Regions from separate parts of the Mus musculus genome. Here all the other regions are linked to region 1. The links are chromatin contacts, called in public Hi-C and promoter capture Hi-C maps. All regions are on one chromosome and are shown on one strand. Each heading gives the region's core, a stretch centred on a gene start, on an enhancer-like site or on the middle of the called end of the contact. The rest is flanking DNA. Distances are from core to core; before and after follow the strand shown.

What was found. Promoter capture Hi-C pulls out the DNA fragments that hold promoters and counts their contacts. Hi-C and Micro-C count contacts between places; a contact is called where the count stands out from the background.
Region 2: a Hi-C map of B cells shows a contact between it and region 1, with 5 read pairs. The contact joins the promoter of St3gal2 here to the promoter of Nfatc3 in region 1.
Region 3: a promoter capture Hi-C map of pre-B cells shows a contact between it and region 1, with 2.7 times the contacts expected there. The contact joins the promoter of Sf3b3 here to the promoter of Nfatc3 in region 1. A contact is called at or near these places in 2 of 39 promoter capture datasets (cranial neural crest and pre-B cells).

Annotation. Positions count from the first base shown.
Region 1 is chr8:106,058,241-106,061,097 of GRCm38.p6, reverse strand. It overlaps Nfatc3 (nuclear factor of activated T cells, cytoplasmic, calcineurin dependent 3), which reads right to left and starts at 1,508. Exons shown (of 10, transcript NM_010901.3): 1 at 1,105-1,508. The coding sequence starts at 1,207.
Region 2 is chr8:110,918,478-110,921,334 of GRCm38.p6, reverse strand. It overlaps St3gal2 (ST3 beta-galactoside alpha-2,3-sialyltransferase 2), which reads right to left and starts at 1,470. Exons shown (of 7, transcript NM_009179.3): 1 at 1,230-1,470.
Region 3 is chr8:110,845,318-110,848,174 of GRCm38.p6, reverse strand. Sf3b3 (splicing factor 3b, subunit 3) reads left to right here and starts at 1,372. Exons shown (of 26, transcript NM_133953.2): 1 at 1,372-1,500. Cog4 (component of oligomeric golgi complex 4) reads right to left here and starts at 1,151. Exons shown (of 19, transcript NM_133973.2): 1 at 966-1,151. The coding sequence starts at 1,124.

The DNA.
Region 1 (2,857 bases), core at 259-2,758:
ACTCTGAAATCCGCCTGCCTCGGCCTCCCGAGTGCTGGGATTAAAGGCGTGCGTCACCACGCCCCGGCTCTACAGTCAACTCTTAACTTTATATTTATTACGTTGAAAACAGTATACGAAGGCTGAAAAGGAACTAAAAGGTATTGTACCACCTAGAGATTCAATGCAACGCTGAGAAAACAATGTATTAGCCCTCACAATACTATGAAAAAATTTAAATAATTCACTTAATACTGGAAAGAATAAACATGAATACTCTTATCCATCTTCTTTTTCTAAGTTCTCTTGCATATGTAATAGGGAAGCTGAACTTAACGAACCACACTATTCCAAACCAGGTCACAGGAGAGAGTTAAGTCCCCAGTCATCATCCTGTTTCTATTTACTGACTGGTTTGACCCGCAAGCATTATGGTGTCCAGCTTTCCCAACTTATCTTTTAAAACATCTTCTGAGAAGAGCTTTTTTTTTTAAAATTATTAAAAAATGCCTTCTAGAACATTCTAGGAGAACTGTAATTTTAAAAGGCAACGTATCTTGTTTTTTTGTTTTTGTTTTTTAATCTCCAGAAACACTTTGCCCAAGCAAAACAACCCAGTTTTCAGAAAGGTCCGTTATAGTATACTTGAAACTAAGCGTGGATGGAATATAAATTTACACAAGTGGACACTAACTCGAACTCGCTCTTCTAGCAAAGTAGATTTTTTTTTAAAGTGGAATTTGAAAACACGCATCTTTCAAATAAAGAATTTTACAACTAGCCTAAAGACAGCGAAGTGCGCTTACACTTCTCGGAGACATTTCCTCTGCACCACGCTGGCACAGCTACGACAACCAGAAACCTCTTGGGGCTTTGGCCCCAACAACCTCTGCCTCCAAAGCCCGGGCGTCCGCCGGCCACTGGCCTCTCGGAGTCGAGTTCCCTACTAGTTCGCTCGCAGCCAAGACACTTCCACGTCGCCCCGAACCACACGCCTCCTTCTCCTCCTCAAATTAAATCGGGCTTTCCTCGCCACCCGCACGCACCAGGGGGACCGAGGGGAAGGCGAGCTGGCGGGAGCGCGGCGAGGGCACGCTCCACAGTCCCGGCCGGCCCGGCACCCACCTGCAGGCCGCGAGACCTGGGACACCGGCGCTGGTGCCCCGTCCTCGCCGAAGACGAGTTTGAAGTCGAGCTCGTCGTGGGCGCCACAGTTTGCAGTAGTCATCGGCGTGGCCCGGGGTGCAGCGCCTCCTCCTCAGGCGGCCGCGGCGGCTCCTCAGCGCCGCTTCATGCTGGGCCGCGCCGGCCAGGAGGTCGCGGCTCCACTGCAAACTTTCCGGGCGGGGCCCGCGAGGCCGAGCGTTCCGTTCCGACCTAGAAAGCTGGCCGAGCGCCCCGCCGCACCGGGAGCCGTCACCGCCGCCGGTCGAGGGTGCAGAAAAGCCACGGTCGCCTCAACCAAGGCTCCCCGCCCCCCACCCCCACAGTCGCCGCCACTGCCGCCACCGCCGCCGGCGCGCTCCCGCGCCCTGCAGCGCGCCCAGCCCCGCCCCTCGCCGCGCTCCCGCCCGACGGGGCAGCCCATAGGCCGCTGGCCCCGCTGACAGCCACGGGCCCCGCCTCCTCACCGACCTATCGCGTGAGTCCTCTGCGAGGAGGAAGTCACGTGAGCAAGAAGCGCCAGAGCCCTGCTCCCTCTCGGAAGTTGTAGTTAAAACTCTCTTTCTTCCGCAGTTTCTAAACCAAGACCAGGGTAGGGCCAATAGCGCTGTCTAATTAGATTGGGAACCCACGTAGGCCAATTGGAGACTATCTTTTTCCCCCTCATCGGGCGGAGCTCATGTCGAGGAAGTGGGTAGCAGAGCGCCAGGGTTATAGGTGTCCGGATATTTGGCCCCACAGAGGTACTTTTCACTTATAGCTGAGTTTAGAGTGGATACGTTCGTTAGACCACCTCAAAAGTTACCACTCATCCCCCGCATCCCTCCATACCAACTTCGATGGCGTAACTTGGAGAGGGCCAGGGATTGGTTCGAACTTTTGGGTAGGTTAGGGTGGAGCCGAAGAAAACCTTGCGAGACAAGTCTGGAGTCGATTCAGAGCCACCCTTCTGGGGTGGGGCCCCGTCTCAGTGGCTGTGCCTTTGTCCCCTCAAGCCGGCCCGGAGAGGATGCCATGCATTCTAGCTAGGCCTCACCTAAATCAGAGGGACCAGGTCTGGTCCTTGACGGAAGTTGAGCAGACACAGAGAAAAGTACCCTTCTTGGCCTCTGCATCTTAGTACATAACCGTGAGACTAAGGCATTGTGACACCCGAGCAAGGAAAGCCCACATATAGGAAGTGACGCTGTCAAAAAGAACCGGCTTTCAATCTTGGTTTCACCTCAAAGAGTCTGCCTTCCCCGGTGAGACATGAGATGGCCCAAGACACCATCCCTTGGAGTCTGGGGACTCAGTCTTGTTTACTTAGCGCATGATTAAGAGAAGGAGTTGGGAGAAGCCAGTGACCACCTCCTCCACGACAGCAAGTCTGATACTACTCACAAAAGCCCCTGGGAGAATGGAGCAAGCACAAGCTCCTTGCAAAGATCTCTGCATCTCAGTGATTCCTGGGCTACTAAGTGAGCCTCAGGGGGACCCCGGCTAAGCCTAGGGTCAGAAGAGCAAGGAATGTTCTGAGCTCGTGAGCCATTCATCTTGGACTGGTTTATTCCTGCTCAGGGCTTTACCAGTACTTATGAGGGACACAGAGATACAGAGATAGTCTCCCATCAGGGTTGAGAGAGAGAGGAATAGCAAATATATAATTACTGTGCAAAGAGATTAGAGCTGTGATAGGAGCTCTGAGGACATTGAACACCCACCCACACGCTAC
Region 2 (2,857 bases), core at 221-2,720, 4.9 Mb before region 1:
CTTCAACTCAGAATCACCACAACTAAACAAGAGATCACCGCCTGTAGGCACCGTACCTTCTTCCACAAAGCACTCAGGCAGGCATCCCCCACACCATCCCCCAGAAGGGGCAACCCTCCTCCAAAGTTAGCAGCAGGAGTCAGATTAGCTTAGAATGATGACCAGAGTCCTTCAATGTCACCATCTTCATAGAGGTAAACGGTCCCTTCCAACCCACACTTCTGAGCCCACCAAGCATGAGGACGGGATGGCCAAACAGTTTCTAGACATTTGTAGACAGGAGTATGGGTTACTGACAAGGAATGACTGACTACTTCCCAGGGGTCCCAGGGGTCCCTGAATTATTCTTAGTACACAGATGAAAAACAAGAGGCAACATGGGAGGAGATGGATGCAGTTGGCAAGAGAGAAGCAGAAAGGCTAACTTGAACGAGCAGCAAAAGGACTGAGACTCCTTTCCAGGTGGAGGGCTGTGCAAAGCAGGGACAACAGAAGTAGTGGAAGAACTAAACAGGGAACACTGGAGCTGTATATGGGGCTGGGAAGTTTGATTCAGTCACAGGGGCATGACTGGAGGGAAGTAACGTGTCTTATATGGCAAAGGATGGAAGGAACAAGAGGGACAAGGGACAGTGCTCAGGCCAGCGTCCAGAGAGGACGGGCACACCATGACCAAGTTTCCGGTGGGTTCATGCCTCAGTTTTTCCAAAGTAGGAAGGGGATCAAGCTGTCAGGTCTTATTAGAGAGAACTAGGCCACAGAGTGTGGCTAGGGGTCAGTGCCAGGTGGGGGAAAGGCCGAAGGGTAGAGGAAAGAAGTGAAGATGGTGCAGACAGCTTGTGACCAGGAGAAGTGGGGCAGGGGATTCCGGATGGAGCAGGTTCCCAAGCGCCCTAGGGCTGGAAGTACCAACACCTGGGGTGTGGAAGTGTGGACGAGGACAGAGAACTCCAAAGGCTGAGGCTGGGGGCTGCCAGCAAGGAGTGTTACAGGAGTGCCTGAAAGACTGGGAGTGGTTAGATATGCAGAAGCAGAAGACGGGGATCCCGATCGAGGCCAAGGCAATCGGACCCCCGCCCACACGGCGCCCAGACCCGAGGGAAGTTGCTGGGCTGGACCCGCTGGATCTGGGCCTCTGGGCCAAGCCCGCTGCCCGCACAGAAGACGGTAGGGGCAGCACGGGGCCCGGGGAGCCCCGCATCCCGCCCTCTCTCATCCCGCCCGCGCACCTCAGTCTGCGCTGGGCGCCGCGCGGGCCATGCTTGCCGCTCCTGCCGCCGCCTCCGCCCGTGCAGAGAGCTGCCGCCGCTGCCGCCGCCGCCGCCGCCGCCGCCGCCTCCCGCGCCTGGACCCGTTAGCTTCACCGCTCTCCAGTCCGCCAGCCTCGGGCCAGTCCCGCCCTTGCCTGGCCCTGCCCTCCCGGAGCGCCGCGGCTGCAGCTCAGCCCGGCCCCTCCCCCCACCCCTACCCAAGCTAAAGGGAAGGGTGGGGGAAGGGGGCGGGTGCCCCCTCCCCATTCACATCCTCCGGGGCTCTCCCCTCCCTCCTGTTCCCCCACCACCACTCGCTCAGGCATGCTGGGATATGTAGTCCAGCCTGGCAGGACCCGCCAGCATCGCTCTGCATATAGGACTATTGCTCCCAGAAAGCAATGCACTCCCATATCTGGGCTCATGGTCTTTGTAGTTCTGTCCGGATTTAGAGGGTTAAGGCACAGCACTAAGGGGCGTATTCTTCAGTTTCACAGCCACGCGACTCTGGGCTGCTGAAGCCTGGGAGGTGCAGTCTGCGGTACCCCAGCCGGGCTTTGGTACCTGGTTCATCAAAGGATGCGAGTAAGCTGAGGATGCCTCTCACACAGGACTGTGATCAACTGCGGCCAAGCCCAGCTCAAGGGAACTGTTTGTACTTGCTCTTGCCAAGAGCCACGACCTGAGCCAGCTGGGTTCATGCCCTGGCCCAGCAAGCTGCAACTGCAGTGAGGGCACTAGGTCCAGGCTGTTGAAAAGAGGGGCACCAGCAGCGATGTGGAAATAGGGTTTGCCACTATGTGACTGGGCACCTCACATTGCAAACTGTCTTGCTTGTAGGCACCCTACAGCCTTTATCCATTAGGGCATCTCTTGACTTCAGACTTCTGACTCTTAGATGCCTATTCTCTAGGGTAACATGCACACATTTTAAATATTTATCCACATCAGTGTTAGGCAATCCTTTCCTCAACTTTCAAACCAAGCTCCAAAACCATTAGGAAGTTCCTAATTGATGACACATTCAGTCTCCAAATGTCTCTGACTGACCAATGATACTCAAACGACTTCTGGTTCATTAGTTCTGGGACCCTAGAATTTTAAGTGTGTTCGTTCTTTCTCTTATTATGTAACCCAAGGTAGTCGTAAATTCCCTTTGTAAGCCAGGCAGGCCCGCCTGGAATCCATGATGGATTCTCTTGCCTTAGCCTCCTGAGGGTTGTTATTATGGACACTGAGCCATCACACCCTGCAATGAATCTTTTGGGTTCAGACTCCATCACAGAAAGCCTGACCTAAGATTGAACTCGAGTAAACTAACAGACCAGTACCTAGCACCGGTTTCCAGGTTACTCCCCAACAAATCTGCACCCCCCAGGTTACAAGCCCGCCCCCTGGCACTTCACTTTCTAACAACCACCAATCAGGAGGAAAGCAGAAGTTAAGTTTATGGTTTGACTTCCAGCATTAAAGGCCATCATTCCGCCCGTCGTCCCTCCCCCGCCCCCCCCAATCAGATGTGTACCAGACTAGAGACCCACTTCTTGCCTCTAAAAATGCTTGCCTGAAACTAGGTTCAGGGCTCCACTTTCCTACTGTGTCAGCGT
Region 3 (2,857 bases), core at 123-2,622, 4.8 Mb before region 1:
TTACTGAGTTCACTGCAAGCCTGGTCTACATAGTGAGTTGCAGGCCAGGTAGGGCTAGATAGTTAGAGCCTATCTAAAAAGAAAAAAAAAAAAAGTTCCCTGGGAAAAACAGCTGCCAAGGTTTTTAGGTGAGAGGTTACATCTTCTGACTTGCAAGGAATCCATCCACGAACTGACAGCACCAGACTGCCATGGAAAAGAAACAAACGTATATAAAGAGATATAGCATGCTATTAATAGAAAGGAAGCCGAATCCTTTCCACACCTGTTACTTGATTGACCACACATCCGAGGTACAAGAGATGAAATCACTTGTCCGAGACCAGACAGCTGCGCCTTAGTCTTAAAACTTCAAAGTCCTAACAGGGAGATTTCAAACTTCTAGGGAGTTGTGAGCTCGCCTATAATGCCAGTAGCTTGAGAGGTTGCTCTAGGAAGGTAGCCAATTTGAAGACAATATGGGCAACACCGAGGCCGTCTCAAAATAAGAAAACATCCAAATGCCTACACTTAACTGAAATGCTAAAAATACACACATAATCATTTCTTCCAAGAGAAAAAGTCTTAGACCTTCAAGCTAAATAGAAAGGAACTTCTCCTTTAAATGAGTCGAGAAGAAACTTTCGTAACTTTTCACTTCCCAAGCCAAAGCAATTCTTATTCTGAAGTCAAGCCAATTCGGTATACACATATGTATGTGTGCATGTAATACATACATGTACGCGCACACACACACACCACTTCCAGTTTTACTCGTCAGGGAAATCAATACGGAGGCAGACCAAGGAAGTAGTCCAGGTAACAGGTCAAATAAGCTTGAGTAGAACTGACAGGTGTACCCAAATGCCCAACTACATTAAAGCCTCTTGGGAAGCTGCTTTCTCGTTTTCCCTGGTAAAGCGATCGACACCCGTGATGCCCTCTGCCACCGGATCCTCCAGGAAAAAGGAGGTTCAGCTCCCCACCTCCTCGCCACAGAGTCGTTCGTACACAGCTTCCAGCTCCTGCAGCTCTGTCAGAGAGCGAATGAGCTCGGTGGAGATTTCGGAGCAGTGTCCTCCTCCCACCCCCTCCGGTGGCGGAGGAGCTCCTGACAATTTCAGCGGAGACTCCACCTCCGCCATCTTGGCTCCCGGTGGGCGCTTCCGGGCTTGCGAGGTCCCCTCTGCGTTGGCGCGGTGACCTTTGGGGCTGCCCACAGATATGCCCGATCAAAACCATTGGAAGTCTATTTTTAAAACTAACCTTCTATTTTACAGAAAACTTACCGTAACGTATAAATTTTAGATAACTCATTAGTCTTCAGGTGCAAGATGAAAACATCCCAAATTTACATCTATTTATCAGGCGGGGGCTAGATACCTTTTTCCCGTCGCGCGGCACCCGAAGGCCCGTCTTGAAGGCTAATGGCGGACGCCGGCGGATCGGCAGTGGCGGTGGCTTAGGCCTTGAAGCGATTCAGCATCCGTCGGGTACCGAAGCCATCCTTCTTGCAGCAGGGTAAAGAAGTGGCCTCCCAGCTTCTCTGTCGCGGAGGAAGTGGAGAGCGCTCATAGGAGAGAGCTGCCCGGCACCTCGGCCGGAGCCGCAGGGGCAGTTTTAGGCCCGAGAGGTTCGGTAGGCGTGAGGTTAGGGAAATGCTTGCCGTGGGCAAATGGCCTCGTGGACTCTTCGCCCACTTGTGTCTTCAGAGTGGGAACGAGTCCTTTAAGGCTTGCGAGTTTAACGTGGTGGCACACTCGTGTATTTCCACCACGCGGGGGAGGTTGAGGAAGTGGGAGTCCCACCGAGGCTGCATAGGAAGACTCGAGATTGAAAGACTATTCAATCAGCAAGGGGTAAAAATTCTGTTTGTTCAAAATGTGCAACTATCAGAAACCGCCCGGGAGCCGGGGATCTGGTTTGAACTTGTGCATTTGGTAGTTAGGCAAAATGTTGTTTCTCCTCTGAACCTCTGTTTACTGTAAAAGAAAGAAAAAAAAAACCCGAAGGCTAATAGTACCCATTTGAAGACTGTGCAAGATAAAAAGGAGGTGATGGTGGAACCGGAGATTATAGGCAGAGGCGGGGGAGGAAGCTTTCCACGGTTTGGCTGTTACGGTTACCTGATACCGGATATTCCTCCAGGAAGCACCTCTTCAGTAAGCCAGGAGATCCGTTTGTTTTGGTGTTGAGTGAGTAGGTGCTCATTTTAATCCTCCAAACCTAATGGTAGAGAGCACTTGCCCAAGGCCATAGGTTTCCTTCTCGTAGCCTCAAACACGAAATTCTGCATACAGAGCCTTACGAGGCAAGGTACCATCTTCCCCCCTGTTAAAGCAAATGTCCAAAGTCATAACATCACGTTCGCTGCTTATGGTGCAGCCGGAACTCATCCGTGACAGCCTTGTAAATTGTGAGGTCCTCTACCCTCAAGCTGCCAGTGCCAGTTCAACCTTTAGGGATAAGCCTTAGAGATATTAGTTTATTAGGTATTTTAGGACTAAATCTTAGAGGTATAACTTCATTTGCTTATATGTAGCGTTAACAGTTTCGCTAACTGAATTATAGTGTAGGCATTGAGTAAGATTCTCGGTATCTGTAGCAGAAAGCTGTCTTGTTGGTTTCTCAAAAAAATTCATCCTTTGGTTAAAGACAGCACATAAAATATGCAATAAATATATGTTCTTGAACATGCACATATATAAGCATATGGAAAGATGTAAGTTTGGTAAGATTTATAACCCAGAGAGAGAATGGGGTCTCTGGGAAATGAATCTGAGGTTTTTAGAGCCTTGAATAATGTGGATGTGTAGACCCTTGAACTACAGCTAACTGTAGGTTCTCATTTGTCTGGCAAAAAAAAAAAAAAAAAAAT